2 separate regions of the Arachis hypogaea genome follow, and region 2 is linked to region 1. The links are chromatin contacts, called in public Hi-C maps. All regions are on one chromosome and are shown on one strand. The core of a region is the stretch at or near the end of the contact, and the rest is flanking DNA. Distances in the headings are between cores, read along the strand shown.

Region 1 (4,964 bases), core at 1,565-4,064:
TTGAACTTATGCTCCAATACTTGAGTTGGCTTGATTTTTTTCTTGAAAATCCTAGAACAATTCTTCCTTTGTTATCCCTGATCACCACAGCTATTGCACCCATTCTATTCTCCTTTTTAAAAGTTGCATCAACATTTGCTTTCAGGTAATCTTCGGGAGGAGGTCTCAATCTCAACAGGTAGTTTTGTTTCTATTATCTTTTAGTTCCTTTGTCTTTTGTGTTCCTGCTAAGTTCCATCAAATATTTTCTAGTATTTTTGCTCTACTGATTGTCCAATTTGGACTTGCTTCTTGTTGTTGAAAGAGCTTGTCATTTCTAATTTTCCACGTCTCCCACATAAGAAATCCAAGCTTGCTACCTTTTCTCTTGGTCCTCTCCACCTACTACTCTGATTTTTCTTATGCTTTTCAATATCTAACTCTCAATTGAATTAACTGTCTCTGTTTTTGGAATGCACTAACATTCAATCTCAAATCATGTTGCTCTCACCTAGTCACATAGCAATAAAGTGCACTCTACTGTCTCCATTTTTTCTAATCATATTTAGCAAATTGGGTCTTGTACCATTTTTCTATTGTGCAAATTATAACCTATTGAAATATATCATGGCATGCTTTTATAAAATCGTTGTTATTTTTTGTGGAACTTTCATTCTCCATATTTTCTTCCATAACTCTCTTTTATCTTCACTTGTTGATGAATTTTCATGATTCTTATCCTACCTAGCCACTTTGGCAATATAATACCCATTTTTGGTTGTATAAATTTTATCCTATCTCCATAGCCAATGCAAGTAGTCTTCTTCGTTTACAACACTAATATGGGTGCTTAGAATCACTTTATTGATCTCATAGGAGAACATGCTTTCAATTTTTCTTTTGTCCCAGCCTTCCTCATTTACAATAAGCTCCCTAACCTTTGTTGTGTCCATATTTTCTGCATCGAGAGCCTTACTCCTACTAGTTCAGTTATCTCTTCAAATACTGACTTTAGAACCATAGCCTATTATCCGCTTGCCTCTTTTTCTTAAGATCTACACACAAATTGAGTTTGGGTGTTTCATAGCCTTTCAAGCTTGTTTGGCAAGATAGGCAGTACTCTGTGTTTCAAGGTCCTTAAACCATAACCTCCATCGATCTTACTTCTTGTAATGGTGTCCCAGTTACTCCAATGAATGCCTTGTTCAATCCTTGGTGTTGCCCACCAGAACCAAGCAACCTTTGCACAAATCTTCTTGCAAAAACTCTTAGAAAACTTTATAATGTTCATGACATATGAAGACATTGCTTGAATTATTGATTTAATGAGTGTTTTCTTGCCTACATGATTTAAAAGCTTTTCCTTCCATTCCTCTAATTTGTTCATAATTTTCTCTTCAATCCATGTTAGATCTCTGTTTTGAGGTCTTTCCCATATAGCTGGTAGTCCTAAGTATTTACCTAGTATGTCCCATGTTGTCATTCATAAAATCACTTTAATGTTCACCTTCTCTTTAATCATATCTTTTCTTATTTTCTATTTGAATATAAATAAAATATAATAACTTCCATGTTGATTGCATGACGGCGTGGGACCTAGGGTTTGAAGCACTACCGTCGCTAAATGCCGATGATGTGGCGTTTAGCGCCACCCTTCTCGAGACGATTTGTGTGCGTTCCTGGTCCGGTGCTAAACACCGGTGGTGTGGCGTTTAGTGCCAACATGCCCGAGAGGAATGAGAAGTTTCCTTGGTCCGGCGCTAAACGCCGAAGATGTAGCGTTTAGCGCCAACATGGCAGAGGGGGATGAGAGGGCTCTAAGTCCGGCACTAAACACCGGGAGAATGGCGTTTAGCACCACAATGCTAGAGAGGGTTGTGAGATCTCCCCTCTTGCTTTTCTCCTTCTTCATCTTTGCTAAATCTTCATCTAATGCTACCTGAAATAATAAAAAGGCCACAAAACTCAAAGTAGCATCGATCAAGGCATAAAACACCTAATTTCTCTAGAAAATCAACAATCACCATATAAATCATGAAGAAAAGGCACTTATGATGCTCATGCATCAAGGATCATTTTCAACACTTATCACTCTTTCAACTATGGCTCCTATTTTATCTGCATTGTTTATATTACTTTTATCATAAGGTAACCCATATATTTGAACCCAAATAGGAAGCTAATTATAATTTACCTCATCAATGGGTAGGTTAGGACTCCACTATTAAAGGCTCAACATATGACCTTCTATTCTCTATGGTCCTCTATGATGCGCTCTTCTTGCTTCATCTTAACTTTTGAAGTTCAAAATGAAGGAGTTTGGTTCCGCAATGGTGATCACTAGCCCCTTGAATCTTCCCACATTTAGAGAATAGTTTTGCACACTGTTATAGAATTATAGATTATATTTCTATTATTTGAGCCAGCTCGTGAGCTTTCGGTGAGCCGAGTTTGAGCTTAAAAAATAAGTTTGATTGTTAATAAATCGAGCCGTGAGTTAAGCTCAATTTTTGTGAGACAAACTTGAGTTTGGTCTAACTCGACTCATCTCGACTCACTTCTAGACCCTATAGTATACTGTCTTTTAAGCTATTGGCGTTGGGCTATTGATTCTTTTTAAACTAAACTAAATTAATAAAGATAAGTCTGGCTAAGAGCTAGTTCATTTATTATTATTTTATTATTATCTATTTTCTTCTTGGGCATATTTTATTTTATCCATGTAAAAATCTTGTATATTAGCTTAGCTAAACTATTTCGTGATACTGGGCCTTTAGGTTGCCAGCCTAGAAGTAGAAGAATATGAAGGAGTGGGCCTAAACAAAGGGCAAACATTGTTGTCTCCAATCATTATCAATTTTTATCACATAGTGCTTCCAGTAGCGTCTGTTGGGCTTCTCTACCTTCAAAAAAGAGGAGAAAACCCAAAAACACCAAAAAAAAAAAAAGAGTGAAGATGATGATAAACAAGGGTGAACGTGGCAGAGGCATTGCACCAATGGCCAATATGTTGGCCTCATAGAAGCCGCATCCCAGGTTCCAATCCCAGCTATGGCTGGGTAGTGATGAAACCTTTAGTGTATGAGTGTGTATGACAAAAAAAAAAAAAAAGGATATAAGAAGAGGGGGTTAATGAAGCAAATCATAAAAACATAATAATGATGCTTATAACTCTCCTTAAAATAAGAAAACAATGAAGGAAAGAGAGAACTAAATAGAAACTTGAGTCATTTATTTTACATGGAGACAGTTGTCTCTCTTTCCCTCTTTAGGGTAAAAAACTGTATATTAATTGATTAGCTAGTGATATTGAGACACAACATCTAGATTAAACGATTTTATGAAAACTACATATATGATAGCATGCCATGTAACAGTTACATATTATTGCATTATTCTAATTTCTAACAAAGCTTGTGGTGTGGGTATAAGCCTACAGCATATTCCTGCTTGATTGTTACCCCTAATTGAAAACTTCAAACCACTCCACGGTAACAGTAAAACTTTTTCCTACGAAATTACCGAAACCTTTGACATATGGTTCTCCTTCCTTGTCTGCATGCCCATAGACTAAATTTTAATTTGGCCGTTTCTCTTTTTTAAAAAAAAAAAAAATTGGCCGTTTCTTTAAATAATAAAAATAATGTTAGGATTCTATAGCGCCAATATTTTAATGTTCACTGGATACGGCTACTGTAACTATCAACTTTATTAACGATTATTTGAGCTCCATTTGTTATATTATTTAGCAGCCTTTGTAGAATTTGTGTCCTATTTTAACCGTTTACATTTAATTTATTTTGGACGTATCAAAAGTTTATAACGTGTGGGTTTCTGCTAATTAACATGGACACTTGTTTTCTTTGGGTGAATTTTTTTTCCTACAATATATCCTAATTAGGCTAAGGATTAATCTATTATAAATTTAAACTCTATTTAAGAGTCTATTAATAAATTATTATATACACAATGTGAGATTGTAATCCTAATTTTTACTTAAGTAATAAGAGCACAGTAAATTTTAAGAGATAGATGAGGATTTTTTTTTTTCTTCAAGTAAATTTCATTATATAAAATATAGGCCCACATTCAGATATAATTCCTAATCAATATAGATATGAAAATGATAAGGATTAAGTTAAGTCTATATTCAATATTCATTACCCAAAGAAACAAAATATTAAATCAATATTACAACATTACAAGATTTTTAAAATAAAAATTTATAACTAAAAATTTTAGATTAGTAATAGGTATAACAATTTCTATCATTAAAGTCTTAATTAACCAATAATTTTGGGGCATAATTATCTGAATTCTTTTAGTAATATTTATATTTCTCACCTAGATAAAATAAGTCAATATGATAAGTGTTTTAATCTTTTTAATTAGTATAATGATGACTTTGATTCTTGAAAATGAAAAGAACAGAAAATTCCTATTTCTTTTACAGGACTTCGATAAGATGGCATAAATGGCATAAATCACGAGTTAGTCAAATTTTTATAATATAAAATAAAATAAAATATCATCTTGAAACAAACAAGCCGCAACCCCAAGAAATTAAAGTGAGAAACTGTTTAGTTATAAGAAGTTGGTAAATGAAAAAGACTCTTGCTTGACGAACATTCTATACAAAGTGGATAATGCAATTGACCCATTATTCAAATTGACCATTTTGTTATATTAATTGGTCATTGCGAAACCAAACTACGCATGTTCAAATCTCTATTCGGTTTCTCCAAATTAAATCAAGCTAGCGTATAGAATAAGGTTGAAGTTGACAAATGACATATAATAATATTAATTAGTAATTAACTTAGTGATACAAATTTAATCACTTATATATAAAATTGAGAAGATAAGTATTTTAACTTTTTTATTACAAATTTAAATTGTGTGTGTTTGAAAGTGTGTGTGTGTTTTTTTTTTCTCATTTACTCTTAAACTAGAACAATAAAGTTTGAAACTGCCACAAAATCTTT
Region 2 (5,595 bases), core at 809-3,308, 150 kb after region 1:
AGGAGAGATTTTACTGAATTATGAAATTATGACAGAAAATAAAGCTTAAATTAATAAAAGAAAAGACATATGAATGGTGATGAGTTTTATTTTATTTTTATATTTGTCTTATACTAAATTTTTATTTCATTTCTTTATCAAAAGAATTGACTACTTCTAATTTTTTTAGTCATATAAATTTTAATATTATAACATAATATTTTTTTAATTTAAATTGATAAAGAAATACTTTTATAACTTTTAAAGAATCTATTTAGTAACTAAGACAATAATAGAGACCATCGGTAGCTAACTTCTTTTTGTTATTTCAAGACAAAAAAACTTCCAGTTCTTCTATAAAGCATGAAAATGACACAATTTTCTGTTTCTAATATCTTTAAGAACATATTCCAAACACTACCTCATCTATCATGGGAAGAAATTCACTTGCTGGTTGAAAAAGAACTCCTTCTGCGTTACTATCCTGCACAGCATGCCATAATACCCAATGTCAAAGAAAAAAAGAGTTTTAATTTTTACAGAATAAAAAAAAAAAAGAGAACAATTTTAATAAATTTAATTTTGATGCGGATAAAATATTTTACACAGTCGTACTATCACATTTATTTTTTTTATAACAATTCACATATATAGTCAATAAAAATAGTAGTTATTTTTTATGATATAATATTATGTGATTAAATACGCGTGTAAAATTGTTTTATAACGAAGGTACATTAAAATTAACTTGTATTTTAATTTAATTTTAACTTATGTACTATACTACTATACAATAAATAATTAAGACGGACGTAAAATACAAATAACTGGCTTACTCTGTTGTACTTGGAAGTTCTTGTTGGTCCTTTAATATCCATTCCGTGGCTCCCAGCATAGTATAGCTCTGCCAATCGAACAAAATTGTAGACCTTGTCTTTGCATCTTCCCGTGACTATGGCAGTTGGAAAATACCTTGCGAGTTTTCTAACCGTTTTCCTCATCTAAAGAAACAACCAAATAAGAACAAATGTGGTCTTCTTCAAAAATAGAAATTAAACGTGATCTATGATAACAAAAAGAAAGAAAAAACAACCAGCAGAATTTATTGTTTTTGGCCAGTATTTTTAACCATTAGCCTAAGTTCTTTAGTCTAACTACTATCTAGTAACATATTCATAGTCCATATTTTAAAGAGACACTGACCGAATTCGACATGAAAGCACGGTCAGGGTCCTCGACTATAGGAGACAAGGTTCCGTCGTAGTCAAGGAACATCACAATTTGCTTCCCCTTGGATCCATTCATAATTTCGTCAAACATGTCCAATGCCGATGGATAGCGAAGCTGTTTTGGTTATCATCACCAATCAGGTTTCATATTTATATGTTACTACTAATACAAGCTAGTAATTAAGGAAGTTTATAAGAACCACCAAAGAAGAAGAAAATAATTTTGATAATTAAAGAGTTCTGTTAAGGTGGGTTGGGTTCTCACAATCCAAGAACTATGTTCTTCAGTCAAAGAAGGAGTGGACTTGAGATGAGTTGGGGAAGAGGCTCTCATGGATTCAACCAAAGCGTTGATTCTGTTATCTCCATTGATCTCAAGGTTCTTGAGAACCCTCCTTGGCCTCCTTGAAATGGAAATGTACCCTCCACCCACCGGTGGCTTTTGCGCCGCACTCGCCGCCGGAAAAACCGACAAGTCTCCGCTGGATTTGGTGTTGCACACCACCACATTCTGCTGCGTCATCTTTGATAGAATCTCACTGAAAAAAAAGGTAAACAAAACAAATTCATTGATATATTTATATTATATTTAGGTAATGATGGCTCAAAATTTAATCAGTTCTATGGTATGAATATATAATATAAACATTTATTTTAACTAATCAAAACTGATTCATAACAACCTTTCAAAAAAATAGCACTAAGTAACTAATTCTTGTAACTGATTATTATCCTTTTCACTTAGGCTTGGAGGAAGTTGAAATACGTAACTTGTTGAATAAAAAGAAATTGAAGTGCAAAAATGAAGGGCGAGGGAGAAGGTTAGAAGAATGCAGGGGTGTTTGTGAGGGGAGAAGACAGAGCCCCCAACCTTTGATTTATAGTGGCAAACTCAAACGTGGGGACCACGCCCCAGCAGCAAGGAATTTATTGATTATAACTTTTTTTTAAAGAGGTAAAATTATAACTAACTTTTTGAAAGAGTGCGCCATATACACGATATTTTTTTTCTATTGTTAAAACATTATGTTTAGAAAAATTTTATATCACCCGTAAATATTATCATTTTATATTAATACGTAGTTAGTAATAATTTTGACCAATATTTATAAGATTTTATATATAAAAAATATAATTTATATTTATATTTATTAAAATTTGTATACATAAATTAATCTAATCCAGTTTGTATTTATATTTTTTAAAATATATATATATATAAATTAATAAAATTTATTGTTAAAAATATTTTAGTGTTTATACTGATTAAATAATAATTAAAAATATTAAAAATTGGTTCAAAAGTTTTTTTCATTTTTATTTTTTATTGAAAACCAAAAGCGTGATGAAAATTTAGATATATGAATTTATAATTGGTGTAATATGGGTTTTTCGCAATTTTTACAATTTATGAGAAAAAAAAAATTATCCTTGTAATTTATAAGAAGCCTTTTGCACTTTACGAAAAGCAAACCAACTTAGACATATTCGGTTTTTTCACATTGTACGAGAAGCATAAGACTCCATACCAACGTAAATCACCTCAAATCTCATTTTGGTGCACTTCATCGAAATCAATTCCATTTTAATATTAATTTATTAATATTTTTACCCATTACGGGAATATAATCCTTTTAGAATGATGTCGATTTTATTATGATATTATAGATTATAACATGAAAAATTTATAGAATTAAATTATTCTTATAAAAAGATCGTAAGGAACAAAAGTTTTTATCGATTAAAAAGATCAAAATCTTCGTAAATAAAAAAATTAAATAATAAGATTTTTAGTTATTATTTTTATATGAAAGAGTTTAATTTTTTACTAATAATTAATTTTAATATTCATTATCTAAAATTTAAAAAATTTAATGTATATACTTTTATATTTGATTAGATGTTAAGTCTGTTGTACAAATAAAAATAATTAATTTTTATGCTTGTTATTTTAAAAAAAATATTTTTTCTCTATGTATATAAAAATATAATTAGATATTAGCATAAATTAATTCAAAATTATTTTTTTTTAAACAATTGAATCTTGATTCTAGCTTTTAATCACAATATTAGTATTCTTTTCAAATTATATGTAATAAATATTTGAAGAAAGAGAAGTGAAAATATAGATTAGAAAGATAAGTAGTAAAAATTTAAAACTAAATAAAATATATATAATTCAAATTAAAAATATTATATATATATATATATATATAATATTTTTAATTTGAATTATATTATTTTGTTAATTTTATTTTTTGTAGAAAAAAATAGTAAAAAAAAAATAGAGAATAAAAGAAAAGAGAGAGAAAGATAAATAAAAAGAATGAGAGAAAAAATTTGTTAATTTTAGAAAGAAAAATTTAAGAGTAAAGTATCGTTTTTGTCCCCAACATTTAGGGTAAGTTCTATTTGTGTTCCTAACGTTTAAATCATCCTATTTGTATCCTTAACGTTTATAAAAGTGATTCAATGTTATCCTACTATCAATTATACTAACAAATCAGATTATATTTTTCAATTATTCTCTCTTTTGGATGTATTCATTCTCAATTAGGTCTCACTTGGATGTGTTCAATTTTAATATTATACCCACTATTTGTGTTTAGATTCAATTATGTCCCTATAAAAGTGAATTATGTAAATGTTGTAGGAATTAGTTTCAACATTTGATGAGCTATTTTTTGGAGTAGATCATCAATTCTATCACAGACATTTGTATTCTAACTTCAAGAAGAGATTTTTAAAACTCAAACTAAAGCGCTCATGATGTGTAATTGACGGCAGGATAACATTGAATCACTTTTACAAACGTTAGGGATACAAATAGGACGATTTAAACGTTAGGAACACAAATAGGATTTACGCCAAACGTTAGGGACAAAAACGATACTTTACTCAAAATTTAATTTAATTGTAATGAAAAAACATTTAGTGACATATTTTAGTTTATCAAATTACTAATATAAAATATAAATTATAAACTATATATAGAGTGGAAATGGTAAAGAGAAATAGAAAAAACGAAGAGAGATAAATAAGAGAATGTAGGAAAGGAGTTTATTAATTTTGGAGAAAAATATTTCTTTTTAATTTTAATAAGAGAGTATCATGTGACACATTTTGGTTATTAAATTAATTAGTAATATATAATATATAATATAGTTATATTTTAATTTTATTTAAATGCAATTAGAAAATATTATATTATATATTTTGATGATCAAATTTGTAATTAGTCATTAATAATGATATATATAAAAGATATAGTGGATAAAGGAATGAGAAAAATAAAAAAAAGAAGAAGAAAGAGGAGTTTAATTTTAGAAAAAAAAATTTTTATTTTAATTATAAATGACATATAATATATTTTAATTATAAAATTAGTAATATATAATAAATGTAAAAATATTTTTCACCATAATATATATGACCTTATAACTTCTATTTTAAAAGACCAAATATGCTAATAGCAAAAATGAAAATTTGGGTATTTAAGAGAATGGAGACAAAGTATAATTAGTTAGTTGACAATTTTGTTTTATTTTTGACATCAATAAAGATTTTGTTTTATTTTTTATTCTTATTTTAAAAGTTTAGCTTAATCTATTTGAACTTTGAAGTTCACAATTTTTTTTTCAAGAAAATATAGATAAAACAATAGAAAAGTAGACGTTTAGTGTCAATGAATGTACAAATAGATTCTTTTTCTGTTTGAAATTAGTATTTGGGTTAAATTTTTTATAATCAAATTAGTTTTTCTTAAGTTGATTAATGTAGAAAGTTTTATTGAAAAGTCAATACAATATAGAGTTTTTAAGGCTTTAAAAACATTTTTATTAAAGATAAAACTTTATCATTTCTATTATACATAAGTTCAACAATTGTCCTAACAATGCAAATTAAATTATCTATATAAAATCTTTTTCTGAATCCTTTCAACTTATTTTTATCTTTTCTCGTGTAATATGATTGTTAATGAGAAAACCCATTATTAATATTTTATATATATATATATATATATATATTCTTATTTTGGGCTAGCTATTGTATTATGTCTACCTATTTTATATCAGCTGGGAAAAAATTGTATATACATTCAAAGAATGTTTAATTCTAAAATCTACCAAAAAAACGTTCTTCTAAAATATTTACTATTTTAAATTTGTTATTGTATACATATTTAAACATCATAAATGAGAATAGGTGATTTTATGTTTTATGTACATGCAATCAGTGTGTTTTAAATATATAATAAAGCTAGACGTACGTATATACGTATGAGTTGCTGCTACTGTTTTTTCTTCTTCTTCTATTTTTTTCTTTTTCTTCTTCTTACTTTTTTTTGGCGTTATTATAGTTGTTGCTGTCATCATTTTCATTTTAG

The links. Hi-C and Micro-C count contacts between places; a contact is called where the count stands out from the background.
Region 2: a contact with region 1 is called in a Hi-C map of leaf, with 2.2 times the contacts expected there. The contact joins the promoter of LOC112785527 here to the enhancer-like site in region 1. A contact is called at or near these places in 3 of 8 Hi-C or Micro-C datasets (leaf and an unstated tissue).

The regions. Positions count from the first base shown.
Region 1 is chr20:20,668,972-20,673,935 of arahy.Tifrunner.gnm2.J5K5, forward strand. No RefSeq gene overlaps it. Among protein-coding and RNA genes, the nearest start is that of LOC114926044, 13 kb to the right of the region's middle. Within about 2 kb of position 2,815, at least 3 of the 3 cell types and tissues checked have open chromatin away from gene starts, as enhancers often do.
Region 2 is chr20:20,824,656-20,830,250 of arahy.Tifrunner.gnm2.J5K5, forward strand. LOC112785527 (probable trehalose-phosphate phosphatase J) reads right to left here and starts at 2,059. Exons shown (of 11, transcript XM_025828989.3): 1 at 1,892-2,059; 2 at 1,474-1,747; 3 at 1,183-1,323; 4 at 816-980; 5 at 401-463. The coding sequence starts at 1,731.